Regions from separate parts of the Mus musculus genome. Here region 2 is linked to region 1. Evidence: chromatin contacts called from public promoter capture Hi-C data. All regions are on one chromosome and are shown on one strand. Each heading gives the region's core, a stretch centred on a gene start, on an enhancer-like site or on the middle of the called end of the contact. The rest is flanking DNA. Distances are from core to core; before and after follow the strand shown.

The links. Promoter capture Hi-C pulls out the DNA fragments that hold promoters and counts their contacts.
Region 2: a promoter capture Hi-C map of cranial neural crest shows a contact between it and region 1. The contact joins the promoter of Eid2b here to the enhancer-like site in region 1. A contact is called at or near these places in 1 of 39 promoter capture datasets (cranial neural crest), 3 of 115 datasets of contacts at active chromatin or transcription factors (bone marrow-derived macrophages, embryonic stem cells and microglia) and 1 of 9 other capture datasets (liver).

The regions. Positions count from the first base shown.
Region 1 is chr7:28,664,337-28,667,780 of GRCm38.p6, reverse strand. No RefSeq gene overlaps it. Among named protein-coding and RNA genes, the nearest start is that of Fbxo27, 27 kb to the left of the region's middle. Within about 2 kb of position 2,005, at least 76 of the 459 cell types and tissues checked have an H3K27ac peak or open chromatin away from gene starts, as enhancers often do. A contact at or near this core is called in embryonic stem cells, where this site is marked.
Region 2 is chr7:28,275,292-28,278,964 of GRCm38.p6, reverse strand. It overlaps Eid2b (EP300 interacting inhibitor of differentiation 2B), which reads right to left and starts at 1,259. Exons shown (of 1, transcript NM_001177427.1): 1 at 1-1,259. The coding sequence starts at 1,184. The coding sequence ends at 729.

The DNA.
Region 1 (3,444 bases), core at 756-3,255:
CATTCTGCAGTTTGGTACCCTTTTATTCCTGCAGGATCAGGTTACTGGAGTTTCTTGGTTTCATCACCCTCACTGCAAACAACAACACAAACAGAGTAGCTAACTTAATTGGCTTTAATTGGAAGGTCAGCACTGGGCAGAACGAGTGTTCTGGTGAGCTGAGCCAAGGAGGCTGGCTTTATAGCCATGAAAAGACCTAGGGAACAAAACAGGATAAAGTGAGGGATGGAAACCAGCAACATGGCTCATTGGGTAAAGGGGCTTGCAGCTAAGCCTGACAACCCCAATTTGATTGCTGGGGTTCACATGGGAGAAGAAGAGATCCAGCTGTGTGATAGAAGAAGAGATCTGACTGCCAGGTGTCCTGTGACTTCCACCAGTATGCTGTGCACACGTATATTTAGCACCCCTCCACTTCCCTACACTAAGTAAATAAACTTAATAGAAATAATAAACGTCAGAAAAAAGATTGATAGAAGCTGGGCGTGCCGACTAGCGCTTTTAATCCCAGCACTCAGGAGGCAGATCTCTGAGTTTGAGGCCAGACTTAGTCTACAGAGTGAATTCCAGGACAGCCAGGGTTACACAGAGAAACTCTCTCTCTCTCTCTCTCTCTCTCTCTCTCTCTCTCTCTCTCTCTCTCTCTCTGTGTGTGTGTGTGTGTGTAGAGTGGCTGGAGAGATGGCTCAGTGGTTAAGAGCACTGACTGCTTTTCCAGAGGTCGTGAGTTCAATTCCCAGCAACCACATGGTGGCTCACAACCATCTGTAATGGGATCTGATGCCCCAATCTGGCGTGTCTGGAGACAGCTACAGTGCACTCATTAATAAAATAAATAAATAAATCTTTTTTTTTTTTAAAAAAAGATAAAGAATAAAAAGGAAAAAAAGTTGATGGGTTCAAGGTTCACAGTCACTTTTCATAAAAAATAAAAACAGGGCTGGATAGATTGCTCAGGAGCTAAAAGGACCATGAATCCCAGCACCCACATCAGGCAGCTCACAACGGCATATAACTCTGTCTCTGGAGGGTCTGATGCCCTTTTCTGGCCTCTTTGGGTATTCATGCATTCTCTCTCCCTCTCCCTCTCCCTCTCCCTCTCCCTCTCCCTCTCCCTCTCCCTCTCCCTCTCCCTCTCCCTCTCCCTCTCTCTCTCTCTCCACACAAACTCCACTCATTATTGTCTATTAATTTTTAAAATTCATTTTACATCCCTAACACAGCCCCCTCCCTCTTCTCTTTCCAGTCCCACCCTTACAAATTCCCTCCTGCTATTATCCCCATCCCTTCTAAGATAAGGGGAGTCCTCCTTGGGTACCACCCTACCCTGGGGCATCTAGTCTCAACAGGACTGGGCACATCCTCTCTCACTGAGGCCCATCCAGGCAGCCCAGGGAGGGGGAAGGGGATCCAGTGGCAGGGGACAGAGACTGAGACAGCTCCTCCCCCACTTGTTAGGGGACCCACATGAATAGCAAGCTGCACATTTGCTACGGATCACATAAACTAACTCTCTCTCTCTCTCTCTCTCTCTCTCTCTCTCTCATACACACACACACACACACACACACACACACAACTAAAAACTTTTTTTTTTTTTTTGTAAGCAAAAGAGAGAAGATGATGTCTGTGCCCACAAAACCTGGCCTGTCTGGGCATGCAGCCATTCTCCCTCTTGGTTCAGCTCATGTTTCAGCACGGGGAGTGTCATGTTGGTTTGGCCAGTTGGTTCTGATGAAGGAAGTGGATACAAACCAGCAACCTCGCAGCCACCTGTAAATCTGATTTGACAGTTCCAATAAACATACATGAAAGGGTGATTAGCTTCCTTAATCACCAGGAAAACACAAATTGAAACTATTACACACGCCCCAGATGTGAAAACAAACAAACAGCGTTTATTGCTGTTGCCAGATGAGACACTCCCCCTCCTCTGACTGGCGCAGGAGTGGGGATTGGAGTTGCTAGCTTGCAACATTGTCAGGCAGTTCCCAGCTGCAGCTGAACGAGTGCTGGGCTGCGACTGTCAGTTGTGCTGCCACATGCTCAGAGAAACCCGTGCGTACGTGCATATCAAGATTCTAGATCATTCGCCGCAGTCTTATTTTTCACAGGCTTAAATGAAACAAACCAACGTCTGCCTACGGTGATGGTAAATCAATACACCGCAAGCCACAAGCCCTCGAAGACCGGACGAATACAATGGGAAGAAGCTCAGACATTTAAGGTTAAGGAGATAAGCCAGACAGGACAGAACAAGGAAGATACAATTCAGGACAGATGGCGCTCTTCTCCGTTTGGAAATGGAGGTTGTCTATGCGCTCCTGGCTGGCCTGGAACTCACTTGCTGTGCATGGAGCCCTGGGTTTGGTGCATGTGAGGCAAGCACTCTCCCAACAGAGCCATGTCTGCAGCCTGCCTTTGTGTTTCCGATTCCCTCTACTAGATATCCGAAACCACAGATGTGCTCTGTCCACGAACTCACAGTCTAGACGGCAGTGATTCCAGGTGTGTGGCGAATCTCCCACGCGGCATGTGATTCTTCAGCCAGCACCTGCTGGGTGTCCTCTAATTCAGTCCCAGCATCATCTGCCTTGGAAACAAAGCCTTTTTATGCAAGACTGTCCTCTACCACAGACGGCCATAGCAAGCCCTGGTGCAGTGAGGGCTTTGCATCAACTGGCTATAAGTTGAGGGTGCCACGCACCTTTCTTGGGTTCTATTAATTTTATAGGTTAGCTCACAGACCTCAGGAAACTTAAGTTTACCCTTCCTTCCCTCTGTCCCTTCTTAAAAAGCTATTTGTTACTTCCATCATCATCATTATTATTATTGTGTGTGAGGTACATACACGATGTATGTGAGTGTGTCTGTGTGTACAGGTGTGTGTTACTGCAGGCATGCTGGTGCTCCAGCACGAAGGTCAGAGGACATCTTGCAGGGATTGGTTCTCTCTTTCTGCCATGGGTTCTGAGAACCCAGGGACTGAGCTCAGACTCTCAGGCGTGCATGGCAGACTCTTTCACCTGCTGAACCACATCACTGGCCTTCCTCCTCCTCTCTTTCCCTCCTTCCCTCCCTCCACCCCTCCCTCCTTCTCCTCTCCTCATTCTCTCTCTCTCTCCCTCTCTCTCTCTCTCTCTCTCCCTCTCTATCTTTCTCCCTCTCTCTCCTTTCTGAGTAAGGGTGTCCCTTCATAGCCCAAGCCAGCCTTGAACTTGAGGCAATCCTATCAGAGCATCCCAAGTGCTAGGATTACAACTTAAATGGTTTCTGAGCTTTGTTTCATATAAAATATATACCTATTGTGTCAACGTTGGTTTTGTGGGGTTTTAAAAGATTCATTTACAAATATTTTTATTATTATTTATTGATGTGTGCATATGTGTCTGTGTATGTACATTTGCCCAAGGAGGCCAGAGGGGTGTTTGTCCCGGAAGCTGG
Region 2 (3,673 bases), core at 10-2,509, 390 kb after region 1:
ATCACTCATCTATTTCCGCATGGTTACAACTACACAAGGTCTGGAAAAATATTCATCTCACAACACATACATGGTTTTCCCTATCTGAATATTTACAACTCGTCTACAGAACATCAAACACAAGAAGTAACGATACATGGATCTTGTCAGCTGACGATGGGACGACCCTCAATTCTGAAATGTCCAAGTGGTTTACAGCTTTCTTCTTACTCAGTAAAACCCGGGAGGAACAGAATCTAGCAAGCACATCCCCTGGTTTCTTCCCGCATCTCCGCTGATTTCTATGGTCTTTTTCATTGATATTTCTTAGACTTCATCTTTGCAAAACCATCGTCCTTCGCAGTGAAGCAACCATGATTTTCAACAAATGCAGGGGAGGGAAAGATTGCTGACAGTCACAAGGTGGAAGTCAGAAGAGTCCTCTTTGCTTGTCAGCCTCAAGCCTCAAGTGCCCTTCTCTCTCCCGGCCTGCTTCATTCCACCCTGCCCACGGCTGGATTCTGGCATGGATTCCCCACCTCATGACATTTGCCCAGACATCTGCCTTTGCCCTTGATTCTAGGAGTCACCTGACTTCCTGGCCACCAATCTTTTATTTTTATTTTTTATTTTTAAAAGACAGTCTCCTGTAGCCCAGGCTGGCCTCCAACTCGCTACATGGCGGAGGATGACCTTGAAGTCCGGTCCTCCGGCCTCCTTCCTCGGAGGTTATAGGTGAAGGCCACCCCTCAGTCGGCGTTGGGGCCGCGGGCGTCGGAGGCCGTGAGCGCCAGCATGAAGGCGCGGGCGTGCGAGTCCATCTGCGGGGGGTTGGCGTCGAAGGCCGCCTCCCTGGCCCTGCAGCCCTCCACGAACAGCCGGCGGCGCTCCTCGATTTCGTGGAGCAGCCTGGTGGGGATCAGGGGGTTGGTGTGCAGATAGTGTTGGAACATCCGCTGCTCGTACAGCTCTAGGAGGAGGAGCGGCGCGTGGACGTGCGGGATCGCCATCAGGCCCGCCACGCCGGGGAACTGCCCGGGAGCCAGGCCCGGGGCCGGCGCCATGGGCTGGGAGGCTGTGGCCAGCGGGTCTTCCTGGGCTTCGGGGACCGGACTGCCTCCGCCCAGTCCCACCTGCAGGACGTCGCCGACGCCGTTCATGGGGCTCAGGTCCGGGATCCTGCTCTCTCCGGGAAGCTCGGACATTGCCACCGTTGAATCCTCAGAAGCACCGGCTCCGGCGGCAGCGTGAAGATGTGCGCATGCGCGGGCCTCGGCGCCCTGGAAAACAAAAGTGCTTGCGCAAGGACGGGTGCCCGGACCTCTATCGCCCTCTAGGGGTGCCATGTGCCATTACCGCCACGGCCGCCTCAAGTTCTGAACCAGCAGGGGCGGCATCACATACTTTAATTTATTATTATTATTATTATTATTATTATTATTATTATTATTATTATTATTATTATTTTATTGCCTTGTTTGAGGCAGCGTCCATGTACATTTGGCTGGCCTGGAACTCATATATACACTCAGATCTGCCTGCTTCTGCCTCCAGAAAACTGGAATTAGCGGTGGTGGCGGCGCACGCCTTTAATACCAGCACTCCGGAGGCAGAAGCAGGTGGATCTCTGGAGCCAGATCCAGGACAGAGAAACCCCGTCTCAACAAACAAACAAACACATATATGGATGTTTTGTTACATATCTGTATATGTAAGCCATATGTGTGTCTGGATCCTAAGAAAATCTGAAGACGGTATCGGTAACTAGAGTTCCAGGGTGTTTGTGAACTGGGCTAGAGATAGCTCAGTGGCTGAGAACTTGCCTAGGGTGTAAGGTCTTGGGTTTGACCCCTATCTGAGAGACAGAGAAGAGAGAGAGGGGAGGGGGAAGGAAAGGTGGGGAGGGAGGAAGCAAGGTAGTTTTGAGCTACCACACAGGTTTTGGGAACTGAACCTGGGTTGTCTGAAAGAAAAAGTGCTTTTAATCTCCGGACTGTTTTTTAGTGTGTCTGTGTAAGTCGGAACCGTGCAGCTGTGGAGGTCAAGGTCAACGTCGTGGCCTTCTCTCCTTCCAACCTTATTGAACTCAAGGTGCTAGTCAGTTGTGCTCTACTCTGGCTTCTGTGTCACATTTAGCTTTGAGTGCGCACACGAGTTCGAGCCACGGCAGGTGTATGGAGATCAGAAGATAACTTTTAGGAGTCAGTTCCATCCTACCATGTGGACCCAAACTCAGGTTGTCAGGTTTGGCAAGTGAATGCCTCTACCTAGTGATCCATCTTGCTGGCATATTTTCTTCATTTTTGCTCGTTACGGTTGGTGTAGCCGTTTCTCTCGGCACTTCCATGCCTCTTTCCCCCACGCAGTGGCAGCACTTCCCTTACTTGAGTGTAATACACTGTTGAATCTCCTAGGGTGGCCACTGCCTGTCGATAATCTCAGAAAACAAGAGGGCTACCCGTGGTGGAGCACAGCTGCAATCCCAGTCTTTGGGAGGTAGAGGCAGGAAGATGAGATTATGTTCGTCCTGGGCTACTTGGCAAGTTCTAGGCCAGCCTGGGCTAATGTGAAAAGTGTGCTAAGAGTCTGAAATGCAGCTGTATCTCCGCCACGTAATCAACTCTGCACCTGCCTTCTCGTGCCTTTGAGGAACCCAGAGGCCACATGTCTCCAACCTGTCAATGCTGTCCCCAACACTCGCATCTGGAGCTCAAGCCTGTAACCCCAGCTACCTAGGTGTCCAATGCCGAAAAAGTTCAAGGGTAGCCTGGGCTACAGACTTCAAGGACAGTCTGGGCAACTAAGACCATGACTCAAAGTAAAAATAAGCCTAGGGTTAGAGGACCAGCGAGATGCTCAGCAGGTAATGCTGAGGATGTCTTCAGTTGCATCCCCTGGACCCACAGAGTGGGAGGAAGGCCAACTCCTGCAAGCTGTCTTCTGGCACTATGTATATACTGTGGGAGATGCACTCGTACTGCCTGGGAGTGTAGCTCAGTGGTGCTGCTCTGGGCTCAATCAGCACTTGAGGCTGAGGCAGGAGGAGCTCTGTGAGTTCAAGGTCACCCTGGTCTACATAGAGTTCTAATCCATCTAGGGCTACACACAGTGAGACCCTGTCATACACACAAAAAAGCTTGTTAGTAAAATTGAAAAGAATATAAAGACCATGCTGTGTTAGTCTCAACATGATCCCATAATTCGTCATGGTGCATCTGACATAACCTAGGATGGCATCTGTAGATTCTCGGTTTTGAAACAGGGTCTTGCTACAGAGCACAAGTTGTCCTCCAAGTTAGCACCTTCCTGCTGCTCCCTGCTGCTCCCTGCTGCTGCTGCTCCCTGCTGCTGCTGCTGCTCCCTGCTGCTCCCTGCTGCTGCTGCTGCTCCCTGCTGCTCCCTGCTGCTGCTGGGATTACAAGTTGTACCATGTCTGTTATGTTCATAACCTGAGGAGGCCTTTGACAAAATTCAACAAGCTTTCTTTTTAAAAATGTGTTATTTTTATTTATAGGTGTGTGCTTATGTACTTTTGTGTGAATGTGTATGTACACGTGTGTGGGTGTCTAACTCAGGGTTTCTATTCCTGCACAAAGCATCATGACCAAGAAGCAAGTTGGGGAGGAAAGGGTTAATTCAGCTTAGACTTCCATACTGCTGTTCATCACCAAAGGAAGCCAGGACAGGAGCTCAC